2 separate regions of the Macaca mulatta genome follow, and region 2 is linked to region 1. A link is a contact called in public Hi-C data. All regions are on one chromosome and are shown on one strand. The core of a region is the stretch at or near the end of the contact, and the rest is flanking DNA. Distances in the headings are between cores, read along the strand shown.

Region 1 (4,359 bases), core at 1,291-3,790:
TGATTAGTGCCCTTATAAAAGAGGCCCAGAGAACTGCCTCTTCCCTTCCACCACGTGAAGACACAGCTAGAAGGTACCATCTATCAACCAGCAAGTGGGTCCGCTCACCAGACACTGAATCTTCAGGCACCCCGATCGTGAACTTCCCAGCCTCCAGAACTCTAAGAAATAAATGTGCGTTGTCTATAAAGCCACCCAGTTTTTGATATTTTGTTATAGCAGCCCAAACAAAGATGCAACCTTGACTCACATTTAATCCTAAGGATTAAATGAATTAATATAGACAAAGTACTTACAGCAGTCCATGGCACATATTAAACAGTCAATAAATGTTAACAGCTATAATTACCACCATCATCATCATCATCATTATTCTGAATATAACTGCTGTCTTTAGCACCAATTCTTGTACTGGTCTCAAAAGCCCTCATATGCAGTAAGGACACTGGTACCCACTTATGGATGAAAATCTACTATTGGACAAATCCTACCCAATAGCAAGCCTTGTTGACAGTAAGATGTAACTAACTGGCACAACATTAGCTACTAGAGAAGTAAGCTCACTACGTTCCAGAAAGGGAGAGGAGGCATTACGAAGAGGAGAAAGGGAAACAAGCTGAAGTGACTTGGCTTGTCTTTTGCAGTTGTTCTATCATTTGTCCTATCATACTAAGTCTCTCCTGAAGTAGAGGCACAAATGGCAAAGATAAGAGAGTAACACATCTCCCAGGCTTCCCCAGCTCTGGTGGGCCATGCTCACAAGCAGAAAAAGTTTGTCTTCCAGACTCAGACGCAGGATGTTGAGAGAGAGAGAGACACTGATGGGACAAAAGCCAGTTTGCTGCAAGTGCTTCACCATTTTCAGGTTCAGTGTCCTCACCGACAACTCCTCCCATAAGCTTTCTTTTTTTTTTTTCTTTTTTTTTTTTTCTTTTTTTTTTTTCTTTTTTTTTTTTTTTTTTGAGATGGAGTCTCACTCTGTAGCCCAGGCTGGAGTGCAGTGGTTCGATCTCGGCTCACTGCAACCTCTGCCTCCCGGGTTCAAGCGATTCTCCCACCTCAGCCTCCCGAGTAGATGGGACTACAGGTGGCAGACATGGGGTTTCGACATGTTGGCCAGGTGGGTCTCGAACTCCTGACCTCAGGTGATCCGCCCGCCTCAGCCTCCCAAAGTGCTGGGATTACAGGCGTGAGCCACCACGCCCGGCCTCCTCCCATAAACTTTCTTTTGCCATGCAAGATTGAGCAGAGGACCCTGGTCTCTTGAGGTTCTGAGTGGAGTTGGCAGGACCCAGAAGCACAGCAACCCACAGTGAGGGAAGCCCTTGCTGCCCAAGGTAATTCCCCAAGTGCAGACATCCTGAGAAAAGTTTGCTCTCTTCACACACACTTTCAGTCACCAGAATTCTCTCCCTGAAATAACTGAGACAAGCCACCTGATGTAAGACTTTTCTAGACGACGGTCCTGAGCCATTGGCAAAATCAGAGAGGATGGGCTTTTTTTCATCCATTCAACATACATTCATTGAATATTTACCATGTGCCAGGTTCTGAGTAGTATCTACTAATGGACAGGGTATTTGTAAAAGTTCTGTACTGTTTTAAAAGTTTCACTTAAACTTTAAATAATTGATATACTACAAATTAACCTTTCTTTATTTACTCACGAGAGCCTTTTCCTGGATCCTAGAATGAAGAAAATTCATGGAGCACAGAGCCACAGTCATCTCCCAGCTCACAGGTCACGTGAGTGAGAAATAAACTTCTGTGGCTGTAAACCACCGAAGGTTTGGAGTTACCTGTTACTATATGCAGGAACTCAGGAAACCTAACAAATACAGCAGTCACGTTTTTTATCATCCTGCAAACTAGAAAAACCCAAAAGCCTATTCCATTAAGAGTTCCTTAATAAAGTACAAACACCAGTGACAGAAATGGAGAACTAATGAAACAAGCCAGCTGTAAGAACCACGGGGACATAAAAGAGAGGTTAGTTTGTAAGATTACGAACCACTGAGATGTAAAAGTGGGGTTAGTCTGTAAGGTTATGGGAGGTGATGCTCGAATGGGATCTAGTCTCGTAGACGTCAAAGGTTAATATTCTCACATATCCAAAGTAAAGCAGAGAGCGGTTTATGTAGAGCTTTACATTCACCCTCATTTCACAGATAAGAAAACTGAGGCCCAAGATGGCACAGTGGCCTCGACGACCAGGTTTTCCACTTTCAAAGTCTCTCCCTCACATCTCATTACCTGATAATGCAACAGTCTTTAATCGGCGCGAATTTCGGGGTGGAAAGGACTAGATAATGCTGATAAGCGTCATCATCCCATATACACAGCACCCAAAGGTCAGCACCCTATAGCCCACGCGTCCACCAGTCCCCGAAAATACTGGGGACAAAAGCTGACGTCAGCGGAGGGCTCCTAGTCCCAGTCTTCTGGTCCTCCACCCTTCCCGAAAAGCCAAGCGGCGGAGTTGGGGCGCCCTGCGAGAAAAGGGTGAGCGTGATTGGGCTGTCCTGCATCACGTGACGGTCAGTACGCGTGGGATTTGGCTCAGAGGAGGCGGAAGTGCAGCGCAGAAAGGGGGTCCGTGGCGGAGGGCAGAAGCCTGGGGGAGGAGCTTGAGTCCAGCCACTGTTGGGGTACTGCCAGCCATCCGGCCCAGGTCTCTGGGGTTGTCTTACCGCAGTGAGTACGACGCGTACTACAGAGACCGGCCGCCCGTGTGCCTGGCAGGTGGAGCCGTCCGCATCAGCTGCCTCGGGGAATGGAAGCGGAGAACGCGGGCAGGTAATGCCGGGGCCAGCACTGCCCCTCCCTTGCGCCCCTCACGGCAGGGCAGGTTGGCTGGCGAGCGCGCGCGCACGCAGGGGTCTTTTAAATCCCGGCCCGAATACAAAGGCCGGGGCCGCGCGTGCGCACAGCAGCCTGCTTGGCCCTTCCCTGGCTGCTGCGGCGGCGGCGGCGGCGGCGGCGGTGGCGGTGGCGGTCGGGGTTGCTCTGAGGGTTACCTGGTGCACCTGGACCCTTCTTTGGTTCCCCGCGATAACCAGTTGACTATAAAATATATTAGTAAACATCCAGCAGTCTTTGGTTAATGTGTCTTTTTGGATGCCTTTCTTGGCTACGTTTCCCTTCACTCTCCATTACCACGCTAAGAGCTGTAAAGATGAGTGTCGAACATTTCCAGCTCCAGGAGTTTTCATTTTAAAGTTGGTTGATTTGTTACGGCTTCCTCCCCTAAGGCCTACTAAAAGCAATGTTAAGGGTCATGGGTTAGATAATTTTGTTGTGGGAATATGTATACCACTCTCGAGTAGTCAATCTAAAAATGACCTTTGAGTTTTCCAGTGGTCTTGGGGACGATCTTAAGAATCCGTTTTTAAAAAGTCCTTTGGGGGAGTCAAGAGAAGGATTTGCAAAAGCAAGAGATTTAGGGATTTGAACTCCTGGTGGAAAACTAAATTTTTAAAAAATGGATATGGTGGCAGTTTTTTAAAAGATAAAGAGTGATGATTTACATTGAAATTAAAAGAAAAAAAACCTATTATACCTAATGAAGAGTTATCCTGACTCTCAGTGGCTAATGGGAGCTGAATTTAGGCAATGCAAAGGACTTCTATGGGCCTGTTCATGTCTGTAAAGTCGACATGTCTGGAATCTGATTCTGACATGCCGAGAATTGGTGTTACATGAAAGGGCACACTAACCAAAATAAGAGTTTAGGAAAAGAGATATATGTAGACAAAGTGTGGGCTTTATCTTGACTTTGTAGATCAAGTCCTGGAATAAATTACTCCACTTCTTTCCCAGAAGAACTTTACAAATAAGAGAATTCACCAAAATTTGTGGAAATCTCTCTCGTGACCTTACTTCAGAGCAGAATTGAAACTTGGGCCAAGAATAAATTACACATTGTAAGACTTTATCCAGGGTCTTACAGCAAAATAGTAGGACTTGAATACACTGTTTAGCTCAAAGCTGTGACATGTCAGCCTGACTTCATCCAAAAGGCTATCGACCAGATTTTATTTTGTCTTGGAAAGCTTTCACCTTTCAGAAACTGTGGAAAATTCTGTGTAATCTTCTGAAATGACTCAGACCCCAGGTAATCCTTAGAGAGTAGTTCTCTGTCACCCTTGACTGTGCTAGTCAAGAAATGTAATGTGGGATGTGAAAAAAAATAAATTTACTTCTTTTTTTTTTTTTTGAGACAGAGCCTTGCTCTGTTGCCCAGGCTGGAGTGCAGTGGCGGATCTTGGCTCACTGCAACCTCCTTCACCTGGATTCAAGCGATTCTCCCACCTCAACCTCCCGAGTAGCTCGGATTACAGGCACCTGCCACCAGGCCCA
Region 2 (4,359 bases), core at 725-3,224, 97 kb after region 1:
GACCTCGTGATCCACCCACTTCGGCCTCCCAAAGTGCTGGGATTACAGGCGTGAGCCACCGCGCCCGGCCTTATATATCGTTGTTTAATAAAAATAGAGATGGGATCTCACCATCTTGACCAGGCTGGTCTCGAACTCCTGGGATCAGTGGATCCTTCTGTCTCAGCCTCCAAACGTGCTGGGATTACAGGTGTGAGTCACTGTGCCCAGTCCTTTTTCAATTAAATTTTTTAAAAATAACTTGTGCATTTTTAAGATATACAATATGAAGTTATGATATCATATAGACCAGGGGTCTCTAATCCCCAGCAACCAGTCCTCGGTCTGTTCGGAACTCCCATGACCTCCCGAGCTCCGCCTCCTGTCAGATCAGCCGCGCATTAGATTCTCAGAGGAGCTCAAACCCTACTGTCAACTGCCCATAGGAGGGATCTACATTGCATACTCCCTATGAGAATCTTATTCCTGATGATCTGAGGTGGAACAGTTTCATGCCGAAACCATACCCTCCACCCCCCTGCCAAGTCCATACCCCCCACTCCCCTGCCAAGTCCGTGGAAAAATTGTCTTCCATGAAACAGGTTCCTAGTGCCAAAAAGGTAGGGGACAGCTGATACAGTCACAAAGTTACTACAGCGCAGCATATTAACATATCCATCATCTCATATAGTTACCACCAACCCTTTTTGTGTTTCTGTGGCAAGAGCAGCTAAAATCTACTCATTTGGCATGAATCCCATATGCAGTGCAATTTTATTCCTAATGGACTTGTGTGATTACCTGTAGGATCAAATCACAGGGCAGCTAGGCCTTATTAAGAGTTGCATTGGCTGGGTGCGGTGGCTCACGCCTGTAGTCCCAGCACTGTGGAAGGCCGAGGTGGGAGGATCGCTGGAGCCCAGGAGCTGGAGCTCGCAGTGAGCTCTGATAGCGCCACTGCATTCCGGCAACAGAACCAGACCCTATCTAAAATAAATAAATAAAAATAAAGAGTTGCGTAAGACTGCTATCAGAGGCAGTATTGCACAATGGTTGGATATGACTGCTATCAGAGGCAGTATGGTATATGGTATAAGGGCTTGGGGGTTCTGGAATCAGAAGTCCCGTGGTTGATTCCTGGCCCCAATCTTTTTTTCAACACCTTTCCTTTGTGTTCCTCATAATATTACTTAACTGCACTGTGCCTCATTTCTCCATCCACGAAAGGGAGATAACAGGAGCCACCTCACTAGATTGTTGGATGGATTACACGAGTTAATACACATGAGGCACTTAAGGCATTCCTGGCTGTGGACAGCCCTCACTTGTTAGCTAGCAATGAAACAGAAACCTACAAACCATCTCTTCTCTGCTTAAGCCAAACAAACCAAAAATACCTCTTGTGGCTCACGGTTCCCAAGCTTCCTGGCATGGCTCCCCACAAAGCTGCCCTCGGTTCGCCCTGGCAGGCTTTGTAGCGACCTTCCCTGCCCGGGTCCCAGTCACGGTCGAGAGAAGCGGCCGTGGCCCGGGCTCGCGAGGCGGGCTCCCGCCCGCACCCTCCCTTGCGAGGTCCCCGCCCTGCGCTCCCAGCTCTTCGCACCTCTACACGAGCTTCTCTCACGTTGCTTGTGACACTGCCTCGCCCACACATCCTAGATGCTCAATTAAAGTGGACGTAAAGGAAGATGCTGTGCCTTCTCCCCAAAATACCGAACGGGAGGCTCTGGGTGGGGACGGGAGACGTGGTCAGTGGGAAGTGTCCTTCCACCCTAAGGTGCGTTGCCCCGGGTGGCCGCTGGCCACGTCGCCTGGGATGGGGTTGGGGCTCCCCTCTCAGGACCCCCCCTTCCCCGGCGTCTCTCCCCTGCCGGCGGGCCTCCAGCCTGGCCCCCGGCGCCCGCGGCCACGTGACCCCAGCACAGCTGGAGGCGGTTCCCCGCCCTCCCCAGGGAGCAGCGGGTTGAGGCGGGAGCGGTGCATTGTGGGCAGAGGGGCGGGGGTTGGGAAGATGGCGGCTCCCAGCCTCCTCAACTGGAGGCGGGTTTCTTCCTTCACGGGGCCGGTACCCCGCGCCCGACACGGACACCGAGCGGTGGCCATCCGGGAGCTGATGATCATCTTTGGAGGGGGAAATGAGGGCATCGCGGATGAGCTGCACGTCTACAACACGGGTAGGCGCGGCGGTGGCTCGTCGGCCCCGCCTGCGGGAGCCGCGGAGGGGGAGGGGAGGCGAGGCGGCGGCCGCGGCACTGACAGCTGTCACCGCCCGGTCACTGCTTCCTCGGGCGGGCGGCGGGGAGCGCGGCTCGGCCGGGCGGCCCGGGTCCCGCAGCTCTGTCCCGGACGGCAGCTCTGGATCTCCGGGACCCTCGGGGACGCAGCGGACCCCGAGCGGGGTGCACCGGTCTTCAAGCGGGGGATCCCGGACGCCCCCGCCCCAGCGCTGCTGGAGGACGCAGGCGACAGAAGACCGTGTCCAACTGCCTGGGCTACTCCCCGAAATCTCGCCCCTGTCAAAAAACAAAACCCACTCCAAACCAAAGTTCCGTCGGGCCTTTCCCGGCTTTGCCTACCTGCCTTCCTTAGGAGGAAGACCATCTAGGGGGTGAGGAGGGAAAACGAGAGGCCTTCTGGCACTCTTGCCTCAAATACAACCCGGTGTTTGGCAGGTAACGGTCAAGAGCCCCTCCGTGGGCCGCGCTCTAAACCGGCGGGGACGTGGTGAGGCGGCCTTGTGTCTGCATACTCGGTGTGGGCGCCCTTCTGGACTGGCCCTCGGAAAGAGGACTGTCATAACCTGAGCACCACTGCAGATCACAAGTGTCCCTGGGCAAGGAGCCCCTATCTTTGAGGACCTCTGTGGAATAGAAAGGAGTCTGGAATTTAATTTTTTTCCCCCTTGTAAATGCTCAGGCTGTCACAAGAAATCTTTTCGGTGTAAAGACAGTGATGGAATTTTGGGTCTACTTCATGCCTGATAACTTTTCTCGGACGAAACAGCTTAATCACAGGAATAATTTGAAGGTTAACAAAATAGTGGAGTCTGAGAAATTTTATTTTTTTCACCCTCTCCTCCTCCCAGCGCCCCAGCATATGAAGTTAAAAAGTTACTGACAGTTTGGTCTTAGTGTTCAAAACCCTGGCTTTGGAACAAATTAGACCTGATTTGAATCTTGCTCTGCCAGTTGCCCAGGATCAGCGCTGAAGTTACCAAACCTTTTTTAGCTTCACAATTTTCAGTTGTAAAATGGAGATTTTTATACTCACCCAGCAGGGGTTTTATAAGAATTAAATGATACAGATCAGGGTTTTTCAACAGCAGCACCGTCGACCTTTTGGGCCAGGTAATTCTTTGTAGAGGTCGGGGGAAGCTGCCCTGTATTGCCCTGTACATTGTAAGATGTTTGACAGCATCCCTGCCTCTACCTACGAGATGCCAGTAACAGCCCCCTCCAGTTGTGACAACTAAAAATGTCACCAGACTTTGCCAAATGTCTTCTGGGGGGCAGAATCATCCCCAGTTGAGACCCACTGATAATGATGATATATGTAAAGTACTTGCTGATAGTATGTGATAACCGTTGTTGGTTATAATCAGTTTTAATTTTATTTTGGCAACTAGCTACGAATCAGTGGTTTCTGCCAGCTGTTAGAGGAGATATCCCTCCAGGCTGTGCTGCCCATGGATTTGTCTGTGATGGTACCAGAATATTAGTATTTGGGGGTATGGTTGAATATGGAAGATACAGCAATGAGTTATATGAGTTACAAGTAAGTGTATTTAATATTATTTCATTCTGAGGCTTTAATAATGATATTGTTCATAATTTTTCAAAAGATTGCAACATTACTAACATTGTTTAACACATTTTGACATTGTTCAAGTAATGTAAACTTCACATTTTATAGCTTTACAGAAAATGTTTCCACTTCACTTAAAAGCCAAAGTTTCCTGGCAAGTCTTTTTCCCATACCCAGTGCAACATTTATAACATCAAGATACCTGTTACTTAGCATCAGTTGTACATGTTTATACTTAAGTTTTTGTATCTTAGTGCAGTAGAAACTTTAGCCTGCAACAGGAGCACCTGGAGGACCTGTGAAGACACAGATTGCTGGGTCCTACCCAGAGAGTTTCTGAGTCAGTAGTGGGCCATAAGCATTTGCATTTCTACCAAGTTCCCAGCTGCTGAAGCTCCTGGTTTCTAGAGTATACTTTTTGTTTGTTTGTTTTGAGACAGAGTCTTGCTCTGTTGCCCAGGCTGGACTGCAGCCGTGCGATCTTGACTCACTGCAACCTCCGTCTCCTGGGTTCAAGCGATTCTCCTGCCTCAGCCTCCTGAGTAGCTGTGACTACAGGCACGCACCACCATGCCC

The links. A called contact is a pair of places that touch in the nucleus more often than the background predicts.
Region 2: a Hi-C map of liver shows a contact between it and region 1, with 1.6 times the contacts expected there. The contact joins the promoter of HCFC2 here to the promoter of TDG in region 1. A contact is called at or near these places in 3 of 14 Hi-C or Micro-C datasets (CD4 T cells, blood and liver).

What each region holds. Positions count from the first base shown.
Region 1 is chr11:111,187,388-111,191,746 of T2T-MMU8v2.0, forward strand. It overlaps TDG (thymine DNA glycosylase), which reads left to right and starts at 2,541. Exons shown (of 9, transcript XM_015152624.3): 1 at 2,541-2,796. It also overlaps a transcript of UQCC6 not described here.
Region 2 is chr11:111,285,378-111,289,736 of T2T-MMU8v2.0, forward strand. It overlaps HCFC2 (host cell factor C2), which reads left to right and starts at 1,975. Exons shown (of 15, transcript NM_001261732.1): 1 at 1,975-2,153; 2 at 3,605-3,753. The coding sequence starts at 1,991. It also overlaps a transcript of GLT8D2 not described here.